Regions from separate parts of the Mus musculus genome. Here all the other regions are linked to region 1. The links are chromatin contacts, called in public Hi-C maps. All regions are on one chromosome and are shown on one strand. The core of a region is the stretch at or near the end of the contact, and the rest is flanking DNA. Distances in the headings are between cores, read along the strand shown. Region 1 overlaps Pard3 (par-3 family cell polarity regulator). Region 2 has its middle 220 kb from the start of Gm32590. Region 3 has its middle 110 kb from the start of Gm32590. Region 4 has its middle 31 kb from the start of Gm32590.

Region 1 (2,768 bases), core at 91-2,590:
GTAGTCTTAACGAAAGTGTCTTTACGATTTTCGCATATAATTTGGGGTGTCTTGCTTGAGCACAAGATGCACTCAGCCTCTCTTTATAATCAGGAAACTGTTTTATGTTTATTAAATATATCACATTCCCTTCTTTTTCTTTTAATTAAAAACAGTGCTGTATTAAACGTATCTCACAATTCCCTAACTAGCAAGGGAAATGGTGCGTTATATAGAGTGACAGATGTTGTCAAATTGTCCTTTATAGGAATGCCATTTTCCTGATCTTTTTTTCTTTGAGGCATGGTTTGTCTATACATCCAAGACTGGCCTTGAACTAGCCATCCCACTGCCTCAGTCACCCGAATGGTAGATTTACAGGCGTGAACCACCATGTCTGGCCTCAGATACCCCTTTAAAGGTCCATATTATGTTAACTTCTATCTTCCCAGAGCACAGAGGCCTTGTAGAAGATCTTTTGAGGATCCTTGTGTTCAGCCTGTGTAGCACTTTGCCTGTAGTCTCTGCATCTTGAAATGAACAGGTTTGCTCAGTTCCCTGGGATCCTCAACACCTGCTGGCACCTGCTTGCTTGTGTGTGATTTCTATACAAGAGGATTGTTAGAATGTACGTCTGCTCCTTAAAGAGAATTGTGAGAGTGTTTGTGGAGGGAATATCACAGCCTGTTGTCTTTTGTTTATATATGTGGTATGTGATGCCCATTGGAGGCAAACCATGTGCTTGATGCATTATTATTTATGTCCTTAAAATCCCCCATAGCAGCGCTCCTTTTTTGAGTGGTCAGGGTGAGGGAAGCTTGAATGTGGTTTTCACTGCCTCAGGTGTGGTCCCTTTTCTACTCTATTAGGAACAAGGTTTCTAGTGTGTGTGTTTTCTGTGTTTTGTTAAAGGAGTGGCACTCATAACACACACCCATTCCGGAGGCATGCTTCTGGCAGAATCTTCATCTATCTTCAGGCCTGGCCATTTTTAGTTCCAAAGATAAGAATTCCAGAGCAGAGAGAATCTGAGATATTATGCTAATGGTGTTCCGATCCTAGGTGTGGTTATAAACAGTCTTCAAAATGACTCAAGTCATGCATCTTTCCTGCTGCTCAGAACTGTGAAAGAAACCTTTATAAAGCATGTATATGGTAACAAGGGAAAGGATGTCTTTGGATGGTTCATAACTGATTTCTGAATCAAAGATAAACATCCTTAGAGCTCAGCTTCACACATGATTTTGTGGCTGTTGCCCGGAGGGAAGTGGCTGGGCAGTTTTGTGGTTTACCTGGAGATGGAAGTCCTTTGTTTTGCTGTTGGGGCATTTCCTTCATGATCCAGAAGAGGTCGCTGTATGCCTGTAGTTGAAGGCTATTGCTGGATGATAAGTGACCCACGTCTGCATACTTTCGGGACGGAGCTGGTCTGTTTTGTGAAGATAGATTTTATTTTAAGATGTTGTCATAGAGGTTTCTGTAAGTGTTCAAACAGCATTGTGAGGCGTCTTTGGAGAACCCAGGTTCCCGCTGCCTGCCTGTTCTGACTAGAAGAGACTGCTTCGAAAGCCCCTTGATACCTACCCTACTTGGTTCCTCCCCTACAGACTTGATTTGACTTTTACGAAGGAAATCTTGCCAGTGTGAACCTATGGGTTAATTTTGATTTTTGATGTGTAACCTCCAAAAGCAACTCAGGCTTGTTAAGTTTTATTTATTTCAGAAAATTTAGATATTTCTTTACGTGCTCTGAATCCTGGAGAAATGGCTGCTGTACCACCTCCTCTTTTTGCAGACAGGCTCTCGCTGTTTTTCCCACTTTGGCCTGAGATGTGCTGTGTTGGAGCCCAGGCTGGCCTTGAACTCGTGATCTTCCTACTCAGCCTCTCAAGGTGGGAGTTTGTGCCACTGTTGTGTGAATATGGCTGCATCTTAGAGCACACATCCTAGCTAGAGGGTCCACTCTCTCCCTGCCCACCCTCCACTGTGTCTTAGGAAGCATCACTCTGTCCTCATCACCTTAACAAATGTTACGTTCTGTAGACCTGCCCTTGCTAGTGTTCTCTTTTCTTAAAGCTGCAATTAATTTGTGTATATGTTTATACACGTGTGTGCTTGCTGATTTTACTCTGGATTTTTCTTACGTGGAGGTTTTGAAAGTGAGTAGACAGGTCTGTAGTGACATGCCAGCAGAGTTGTTTTATACCAATCGAATAACAGGGTACTACTAAATCTTTAGAGGTGATCTCTTCATCATTTCCCCCCATTCTGTTTAGCCTTTTCTCCTGGTCCTCCCCCCTTTCTGCTCTGCTTTGAGTTACCACTAGAGGGCAGCGCAACAACACATCATTCTGTGAGAGCCTCCTTGTTTCTCAGTTGGCAGGTGTGAGGGACACTTTTGAGAACAAAGCACATTATTACTGAACACCTAAAACCCAGTGGCAAAGCAGCACAGTGAATTCAAACACACGATATGGAAAATTCCCAGCATTCCCGTGGCAGGGCTCTGGGGTAAGGCTTCACACACAGGGCCACTTGCAATCAAGAATGACACTTGTGGGTGGAACGAGCCTTAATGCTAGTGGGTACTGTCATTGTACAACTTCAAAATGCGTGTCAGGCCTTTGATAGTGATGGTTTTTTTTTTTTTTTTTTACTTCGTTTTAAAATCCACCCTTTGACTTGTTTCAAGATGTCAAGATAGGAAGAGTTAGCCAAGAAAAAGCCTGTGCATAGCTGGCTTCATCTTTGCCTTAGAAAAGAATGAGAAAGGAATTCAAATAAAAGAT
Region 2 (2,768 bases), core at 69-2,568, 840 kb after region 1:
TGGATTGAACTCAACTTCTGTCTGCAGAGCAAGCACTTTACTGTCGCCTCAGACCTTCCCTAGTATCTTGGATAAAAGTTCTCAAATAACTAACTCTCCTGGGTTAAAATATTACAGTTTTTAATAACAAAACATTAAAATGATAGGGTTAGTGTCTAAAATGACTATGATGCAGAATGACGAATACCCATAAGCCAGCATGCTTGCTGAGTTAACTAATTCTATCCCCCTACCTCACATTGCAAAGAGCTGACCCTGAAGGTGAGATGCTTGCTCTCCAGGGATCTCAGCTGCCTATAGTTAGGGGAAAGTGGCTAAAAGGAGCAGAAGAAGGGACTAAGGAAAGCTGAGTGCTTACCAGGGAAGACTGGATGGACTGCCCAAGGCAGGGGGGGGGGGCGGGGGGGGGGGCGGCTGGTCCTTCTTCTTGTAGCCAATGTGAGAAACAGAATTATAAGAGACCCAGACTCCCCTGCCCCCACCCTGATATCCTAAGAATAGGCCAAAAGAAAAGGGCATGAAATGGTGTTACTGGGAGAAGTGCCAAGACAAAGAGATATTCAGATTTCTGGGGACAAAGGCCATGTGAAAGGAATTTTCCTTTCAACACACAGACACACACAGAGAGACATAAACACACAGAGATACACACACATACACACACACACACACACACACAGAGAGAGAGAGAGAGAGAGAGAGAGAGAGAGAGAGAGAGAACACTGTGTGGCTGGCAGAATGAAATGAATTAGCTGCACTGCATCAACTTCAAATTAAAATAATTTCAAATGTAGCAAAAGAGAACGTGGCAGCGGGCCACCGTCTTAAACAGAACACATGGACAGGGCCTGGGAATGGAAAGCAGAGCCATTCCAAGTGAACCCAGAACACGGAGCAGGGGCTGGAAGAGCCAGTCCAGGCTGCAAGCAGCTGGGAGCTAAATGTTTCCTCCTGGGCCACAGAGAAGGGAGGGGTGTGGGGACTGGAGAGGAATGGAAGCCAAACCATCCATAGGGCTGGTACAGGGCCAGATGGCCACCAACCAGAGACATTGGTTCTTGTGACTCGGGTCACTGGGCAGGAGGGGCCTGAGATCTTGACATAGGGTAAAAGACCCAGAAGAAGAGCAGACCCTGGGCTGAGAGCTTCTACAGCCTCCAGGGGTCTGCACCCTGGATGCCAAAGCTCCCCGGACAGGAAATGAGTGAGACTCCATTAGATTCCAGAGGAAACCTCAGACTCTGGCAACAATAGCAAGAAAGAAGGCTGGGCACAGCAGTTTGTTTAATGTGGATCTGTAAAGGTCAGGGTTAAATGTTTGTGAAAGTTCTCCAACAGGGTTGCACACATAGACCTTTGGGGACGGAGGGAAGACATTGCCTCATGCACAGCCCAGGCACCCAAAATGACTTATATCTAGAAGACTGTGACCCTTGCTGTACAGAAGGACCTATGGCCGTCCACACTCAGAAGGAAAAAGAGATCTTTGGTATTGTTTTATAATCCAGGGACAATTTTCACAGTGATGCAGAGAAAGACCAAGGGTTTAAGGCCAGAGCTGAGGAGATAAAATGAGTGTTATGAAAGCATGAGAACCTTGTGTCCACATTAAATAAAAATAAAAGGAGCAGGAGGAAGAGGAATAGGAGGCGATGGAAAGGAGGAAGAGGAAGATATAAGGGCAGAGGCCAGCATTATCATAATCCCAGGACTGGGACAGGAGGGTCCTTGGGGCTCCTCTTTGTCTGTGAGGATATTTCCAGAGAGGTCTCACTAAGGAAGGAAAATGTCTGGTCTAGCCAATTGGAAAGCTCTAGGTTTAGATGATGCATAGATAAAGAAATAGATAGATAGATAGATAGATAGATAGATAGATAGATAGATAGATAGATGGTCAAAGAGCTGAAGCAATGTCTCTGCTGTCAAGAGAGCTTGCTGCTCTTGCGGAGAACCTGCTATTACTTGCACTCACATCAGATGGCTCACAACCATCTATAACACCAGTTCCATGGGATCTGATACTCAATACTGGTCTCTAAGGATCCCTATACACATCATGTGTTTCATGTACAGACTTGAAGACACACACACACACATACACATAAGATAAAAATTAAACAATAAAGAGTACTTAAGAACTTTACCTGATGTTGACCTCTGGCCTTTACATATGTGCACACACAGGTACACAGACACATTTACTTGGGTATATACAAACACAGATATACACATACATACATACATACATACATATATACATACACACATGATGCATGCATACATATATACATACACATCAAAATGAGTTTTCAAAAATAAGTTCCAAGTTAGCCTGGGCTACACAGTGACAGCCTATCTCAAAAACTGAATTAAATAAATGAATGAATGAATGGTATAGGATATTAATTTTATTTGGTCAAGGTTACCTTATCTTATTTTGAATTTTAAAAAAATCTACTTCAAAATATATTCACAGTACCTGGCATCTTACTCACATAATCCTGATCTGATAATTTCTCAGTAAATGGCCGCTATTCCATATCACTGTGAGTCCAGCCTGCCCTTCATAGACTTGTGTTCCCTTCTGTGGAACCAATCAAGCTAGGCTAAGAATATTTGAAGAAACAATCGTGTCTGTCCTGAATTATATTCCTTTGCTGATTGCATAAGCAATACAGCAGTATGGAAACAAGGCATGCATGCTAAATTGGCTGCTCTCAGTCACTTTGAGATTTAAATACACAGAAGATGTGCAGAGGTTACATGCT
Region 3 (2,768 bases), core at 110-2,609, 730 kb after region 1:
TTTAGGTAGGCAGGAATCCAGGGAGCGAGGCTTGAAATAAACATGACTACTGGCTTCGTGCTTCCAGTAGCCTGCTGAGGAAATGACCCCTTTTCTTCCTGCTCTTCTCCTTTTGCCTTTGCTTCACTGCCTGTGGTCTTAGCCCTTGTCATTTATTCAGCAATCTGTATAAATTTAACATCAAATGATTAATGACTTCCTTGCCATATTCCAGGAGAAAACTGAGATAAGATTTCTCTGATATCAATAGCATATTTAAAAGTCTAATTTAGGGTGATATGAGTAGCTTTGTGTTCCTTTTGATTTTGTCTTTCCACATCACCTTAAGAGAACTTTTAGCTACTTTCTTCTCTAAGAAGGAGATGGTGGTGATGGGCGAGTAGGAACAGCAAGATGTCCAAAGTGCCCTTCTTTGCCCTGGCCAGACAAGGATATCAACATAACTGACCATGCCAGCAGTGAGATCCCGAGGGCCTGGTCATCATCACTTCTCACACTGGAGGAATTTTATCTGTCCTGCTTCCTGATAGAGAAAGTGAATCCTAAACCCAGTGTTTTTTAAGGTTATGAAAAGACATACTTTAGTTCCCACAAGTAATTCTCTCCTGATACAACAAAACCTACATATTAATAAAGTAAAACCTGGTGTGCAAATATTTTCATAAGCAAGATAACAAGAATGATCACATGCTTTTTACCAAAGCTCCCACCACAGTGGACTGTGCTGAGTGGCTGTGAACACGGTGCTCACAGCACCAGAGAAAGCTGATGGTAAGCACTGGCTCAAGAGTTACATGAGCTGAGAAGCAGTATCTGAGAGGCATTCCCAGCCGGTGTGTGCTGGTACCATCTGATCCCAGTAAGAGTCTCTGTTATAAAAAAAATCAAAGACTATGGTGGGGAGATAGCACAGGCAGGAAAGCACTTGCCTTGTCAATGTGCAGACCTGAATTCCACACCCAGAATTTATATTTTTTAAAAAGGAAAAAATTTAAACATGGTTGCATGCGAGTAACCCCAGAGCTTAAGGGATGGGGAGGTAATGGGTCCCTAGGCTCGTCATTTAGCCAGCTTAGCCTACTGACTGTGCACTAGGACAGTGAGAGACCCTGTCTCAATAAACAAGATAAAGAACTGAGGAATGACACCCGTTGTCAGCCTCTGGGTTGTCCCACAGCACCTGTGCATACTTTAGTGCATATGAATGTGCACTAACACACACACACACACACACACACACACACACACACACACACACACACAATGTCAACTAGCAAATGCTGATGGGCTTATACTGCTGGTAGGAATGTAAATTGGTACAGTCACTGTGAAATCATTATGGAGATTCCTCTAAGACTAAAAATAAAACTCCCATATGATCTAGCTATAGCACTCCAGAAAAGAATCTAAGTCACGCTGCACATTCCTGTTTATTGCTGGCACTACTCAGAAGAGCCAAGATGTGAAACCAGAGTAGATATCCATCAACAGACAACAAAAGAGAATGTGGCATGTAAAGAATACAGAGACCCTGTCATCTGCAATGAAATACATGGAACTGGTCTAGGATCAGAATAAACACTGTGGCAGGAGAGAGACAGAGTGGGAGAGGGAGAGGGAGGGAGAGACGTGGGGGAGGCACAGCAGGATTAATGTATGAGAGAAGCTAGCTGGCAGAGGGAAACTGGAAACCCCATATGACCTGGGCTACAATGTAATAAACAGAACCTGGGACAAAGAATGCAGGAGATATGGTTGCTGTGTAAAACCTTTAAAGATCAGTAGCACTGAGCTTTGGAATGGCTGTCTTGTCAGCTCACTAGTCTCCCTCTACCTAGGGGGGTGCTTTTTAAAAAAATTATAAACAAATTTTCTTCATTTCTATTGCTAGCCATGTGTTCCAGGTACATTTTATTATTAGGAAAATACTGCAACCAGGGCATTTCACTAGGGACACCTTAGATTCTGCAGCTATTCCAGCAGGACACACAGAACAAGTATTATGTATTCTCTCCCTATGTGGAAGGGGAAAGGAGAGAGGGAAGGAAGGAAGGAAGGAAGGAAGGAAGGAAGGAAGGAAGGAAGGAAGGACGGAAGGAAGGAAGGAAGAAACATAGATGAATGACAGGTAAAATAGTGATTGACTAGAAATGATTGTGTTTTGAGAGAAGTATAGACAGTGTGATTAGATTTGATCAGAGTCTTGTAATTGTATGAAACAACTACAGTAAATTCAGCTGATATATGTTAATAAAAAAAAAACTAAAGCTGGGCTGGGGGCGTAACTTGGTTGAATGTTTGTCTAGCATGCATGAAGCTTGGAGTTCAACCCCAGTAGGGCATGAACTGGGTGTGGCATTTGTGCCCTCAGCATTCAAGAGGTAGATATATAAGAGGACCAGGAGTTCAAGTCCCCTCTTGTTTATGGACACAAGAGCTCTTGCAAAGAGGCTGTGTCTGTAAAGGTTGATTGACTGACTCAAACTTCAGTAATGTGGAGAAGTTGGAATTTTGCTAGTCTAGATTCAAATGACCTTGAAGCATTTTTAACCCCTTGATAGACGTTTATTGCTCCTTTGTACACACAAACCTTTCTATGGTGACTATTAGGTAAATGAACAGACCTTTAGTTTCTACCCACCAAAGGGCTAAGAGTGCTGCTAGTTAGCATCTTAGAGTAGAGTGTCCCTTGCATTGCTATAACTCTCCTAAGTGACATACTCATTGATCGATTTGAAAAGTTTGCCTTATGACTTTCTTTTTTTTCT
Region 4 (2,768 bases), core at 165-2,664, 580 kb after region 1:
TTTCTTACATTTGTTGATGTCTAAACACAGTCCTTCTGAAGTGAGCATTTGCTGGTTGAAGTTAATTTATTCATGCCTTTACATTGACTCCCTTCATGGTGTTTATGACATAAGATGCTGAAGCTCAATTTTCAACATCTAAAAGCAAAGCTCACGGCTCTGAAGAGTTCCAGGTGGGAGTTAGAGACAAGGCTCCTGGTCTGGAAGACTTTAATAAACGTGCACTGTCTCTGATCCAAGAGGACTCACCTCCTAGGAATTTCTCAGTGACATAGATATACAAAGAATATTCTGTGTCTAAGAAGTCTATTTCACCTAATGCAGCCCCATAATTTGGGAATGTACATGGAAACATATACCAAGGGATAGTTAACCAAGAGGAGACAGGGCTCAAATTAAGACCCTTGGACTGATTTACATGGATGACGTGGGTCATGCTGGCATTTAAACAATGGTGTGTGTCATGAAATACAAAAAGATGCCTTTGGTCTGGAAAAGTTTTCAAAGACTTTGAATGGCAAGAAAAGGCATCAAGATAACAGTGCACTAGGGGCCTTCTCATGACATGTTTGGAGCCTCCTTGTGTCTGAATGGCAGTGTTCTGCAAAGACCCACGGGGTTGCCCTGCTGGAAGAGAGAGGAGTGATGTTTGCTTGGTTTTACTGCCCTTGAAACTGGGGGCTAAGGCTGATCACCTTGATAATGGAACTGAATAAGAGTCAAAGGAGAAAGAACCCATGGAAAATTTTGTTTTATTTTTCCTTTCAATTTCTTTGCAGAATGAAGAGCTAAAGTGACATTCCCTGGGGAAGTCTGCTGTGGGATACAAGTCAGAGCAAAACAACCCAAAACCAGCATTATAGCCTTTGCTACTGTGGTTTACAATTTTTTGAGCATGGGTCCGTAAACAAAGATGTTTGTATAAGTGCTGGAAATTTTAATTAAATGGCATGAAACCTGCTGCAATGTATCCGGTTCCATTTTCCTGTCTGGTGTTGTCATTAGTAATTAAAATCTATTAAACTCCCATGTGGGATTTGAGTCCTTTCAGGAGAGAAATGAAAATTGTTCTTAGATATGGTGCTTAATTGGAAGATAAAAGTAGTTTTCTTCAGGGAAGGAAAACTATTTGGAATCAAGTGAGAGCCAGGGAGTGGATATTAGTATAAAATTCAGAGAAATAGGGACCAGTGGTTAAAGTCAACTCCTTGAAAATTTCTCCCTCCCCAACCCCACACAAACACACACACACGTGCGCGCACACACACACACACACGCACACGCACACACACACACACACCCATACATATCATTTCTAATTTAAAAGGCAGGGCGGGGCGGGGGGTGGAGAGCGGAGTTTTACTTTGGAATCTTGACAAACCAACAGGAGGCTGGGAACTGGTTTGGAAAATGGAGAGAAAGTTAGTTGTGTTGCTAGGCAACAGATTTCTGAGCTGAGCTCTCCCTTCTGAAGGACTGGTGTGATGCTTCGGTTCTGCAAATACTCACTATTTATTTACTGGATTCCTTGTGAATTAGAATGACTGTTCTCAGAGTGAGACTTAGCCAGAGGGAGAACAATGTAGCCAATTAGAACATGATTAGGAAGCCAAAACTTGGGTGCATAACAAGTATGTGCAGTGTTGAAAAGATGGCCGCCGACTGGCACTTGCATTTTCCAACATTACTCCTTATTAAAACTTCTAATCATAGAAAGTCATAGATTACCAATAAAATGTACTGTTACACAATGAAAATGTCTTACTGAAGACAAACCAGTTTGAGGTTGACAGGAAAAAAAAAAAAAAGGCAAAAGGCCACCCTGGACTAAAGAACTTGATGTATGTGCAAGGTCATGACCTATGTTAAAGGTCATGATGGGTGTGCAAGGGCACACCCGTGTTAAAGGATGAGATGGATGAAGTTGTACCCCCACAGGAGATTGTCCTTCCATGCCATTCCTTCACACACACACAAGGTGGGGGCACTGCCTGTTTTGGGGTGCAAGTTCTAACTCTCCAGTGAGGAGGCAGGAGGGGTAAAATTGAGACTCTAGGTTGTACAGGAGCTGGCTGGCTAAAGTGGTATCCTGTGGCCTTTGGGGTGAAGCCCTCCTGTAGGTCTCTCTCCACACAGAACTACTTCCTCAGTTGTCTTTACAGAGTTGAAGGAAGAGAAGAGATACTTCCAGCACTTGAAAGAAAGCGGGGATTTTGTTAATCCACAGGAGGGAGAGAACCAGCTTTGAGAAAGGAATCTTTGATCAATGGGATGAAGAGGAATCTTCCAGCCCACCCCACATCCCAGCCGCTTTGTAAGAATAAAAGGAAGTGAAATCAGGGCACAGCTGTTGTTATTTAAAAACAAAACCAAAGAGAGAGAAGAAAAGGACAAGGAAAATTGCAAATATCTTCTGGATTGCATAGAGGAAGGAGGAAGAGTGGAATCCCAGTCAGAGTCTGCCTCAGAGCGGGGGACAAAGTCCACGCTGCTATTTGGGGGTGCCTATGGTTTATTCTGGAAGAGACAAGGAGACTGTGTTACACAGCTGTTCTTGTGCCTGTGGGAGATGTGTCTGTCAGATGCGAGGATGGAAACCGGCTTTGTCGCGTGCCTGCTGTGTGCAGGCTCTCCCCTCCATGTTCCTGCTATTAATTCTTCTTAAAGTTTTAATTACAAATGTGAACTCGACACATTATGTCATAGATATGTCTTCATGGATACATGCTCTTGACATCTCTCTCTCTTTTTTAATTTAAAATCTATTT

What was found. A called contact is a pair of places that touch in the nucleus more often than the background predicts.
Region 2: a Hi-C map of cortical neurons shows a contact between it and region 1, with 5 times the contacts expected there. The contact joins two enhancer-like sites. A contact is called at or near these places in 6 of 484 Hi-C or Micro-C datasets (cerebral cortex, cortical neurons, differentiating embryonic stem cells and 1 more).
Region 3: a Hi-C map of cortical neurons shows a contact between it and region 1, with 3 times the contacts expected there. The contact joins two enhancer-like sites. A contact is called at or near these places in 4 of 484 Hi-C or Micro-C datasets (cardiomyocytes, cerebral cortex, cortical neurons and 1 more) and 1 of 115 datasets of contacts at active chromatin or transcription factors (cardiomyocytes).
Region 4: a contact with region 1 is called in a Hi-C map of cortical neurons, with 2.8 times the contacts expected there. The contact joins two enhancer-like sites. A contact is called at or near these places in 2 of 484 Hi-C or Micro-C datasets (cortical neurons and nephron progenitors), 1 of 115 datasets of contacts at active chromatin or transcription factors (embryonic basal ganglia) and 1 of 9 other capture datasets (embryonic stem cells).

The regions. Positions count from the first base shown.
Region 1 is chr8:127,189,216-127,191,983 of GRCm38.p6, forward strand. The region is part of intron 2 of Pard3 (par-3 family cell polarity regulator); the gene reads left to right. Among named protein-coding and RNA genes, the nearest start is that of Pard3, 130 kb to the left of the region's middle. Within about 2 kb of position 1,341, at least 8 of the 459 cell types and tissues checked have an H3K27ac peak or open chromatin away from gene starts, as enhancers often do. A contact at or near this core is called in cortical neurons, where this site is marked.
Region 2 is chr8:128,024,488-128,027,255 of GRCm38.p6, forward strand. No RefSeq gene overlaps it. Among named protein-coding and RNA genes, the nearest start is that of Gm32590, 220 kb to the left of the region's middle. Within about 2 kb of position 1,319, at least 128 of the 459 cell types and tissues checked have an H3K27ac peak or open chromatin away from gene starts, as enhancers often do. A contact at or near this core is called in cortical neurons, where this site is marked.
Region 3 is chr8:127,914,347-127,917,114 of GRCm38.p6, forward strand. No RefSeq gene overlaps it. Among named protein-coding and RNA genes, the nearest start is that of Gm32590, 110 kb to the left of the region's middle. Within about 2 kb of position 1,360, at least 20 of the 459 cell types and tissues checked have an H3K27ac peak or open chromatin away from gene starts, as enhancers often do. A contact at or near this core is called in cortical neurons, where this site is marked.
Region 4 is chr8:127,773,402-127,776,169 of GRCm38.p6, forward strand. No RefSeq gene overlaps it. Among named protein-coding and RNA genes, the nearest start is that of Gm32590, 31 kb to the right of the region's middle. Within about 2 kb of position 1,415, at least 26 of the 459 cell types and tissues checked have an H3K27ac peak or open chromatin away from gene starts, as enhancers often do. A contact at or near this core is called in cortical neurons, where this site is marked.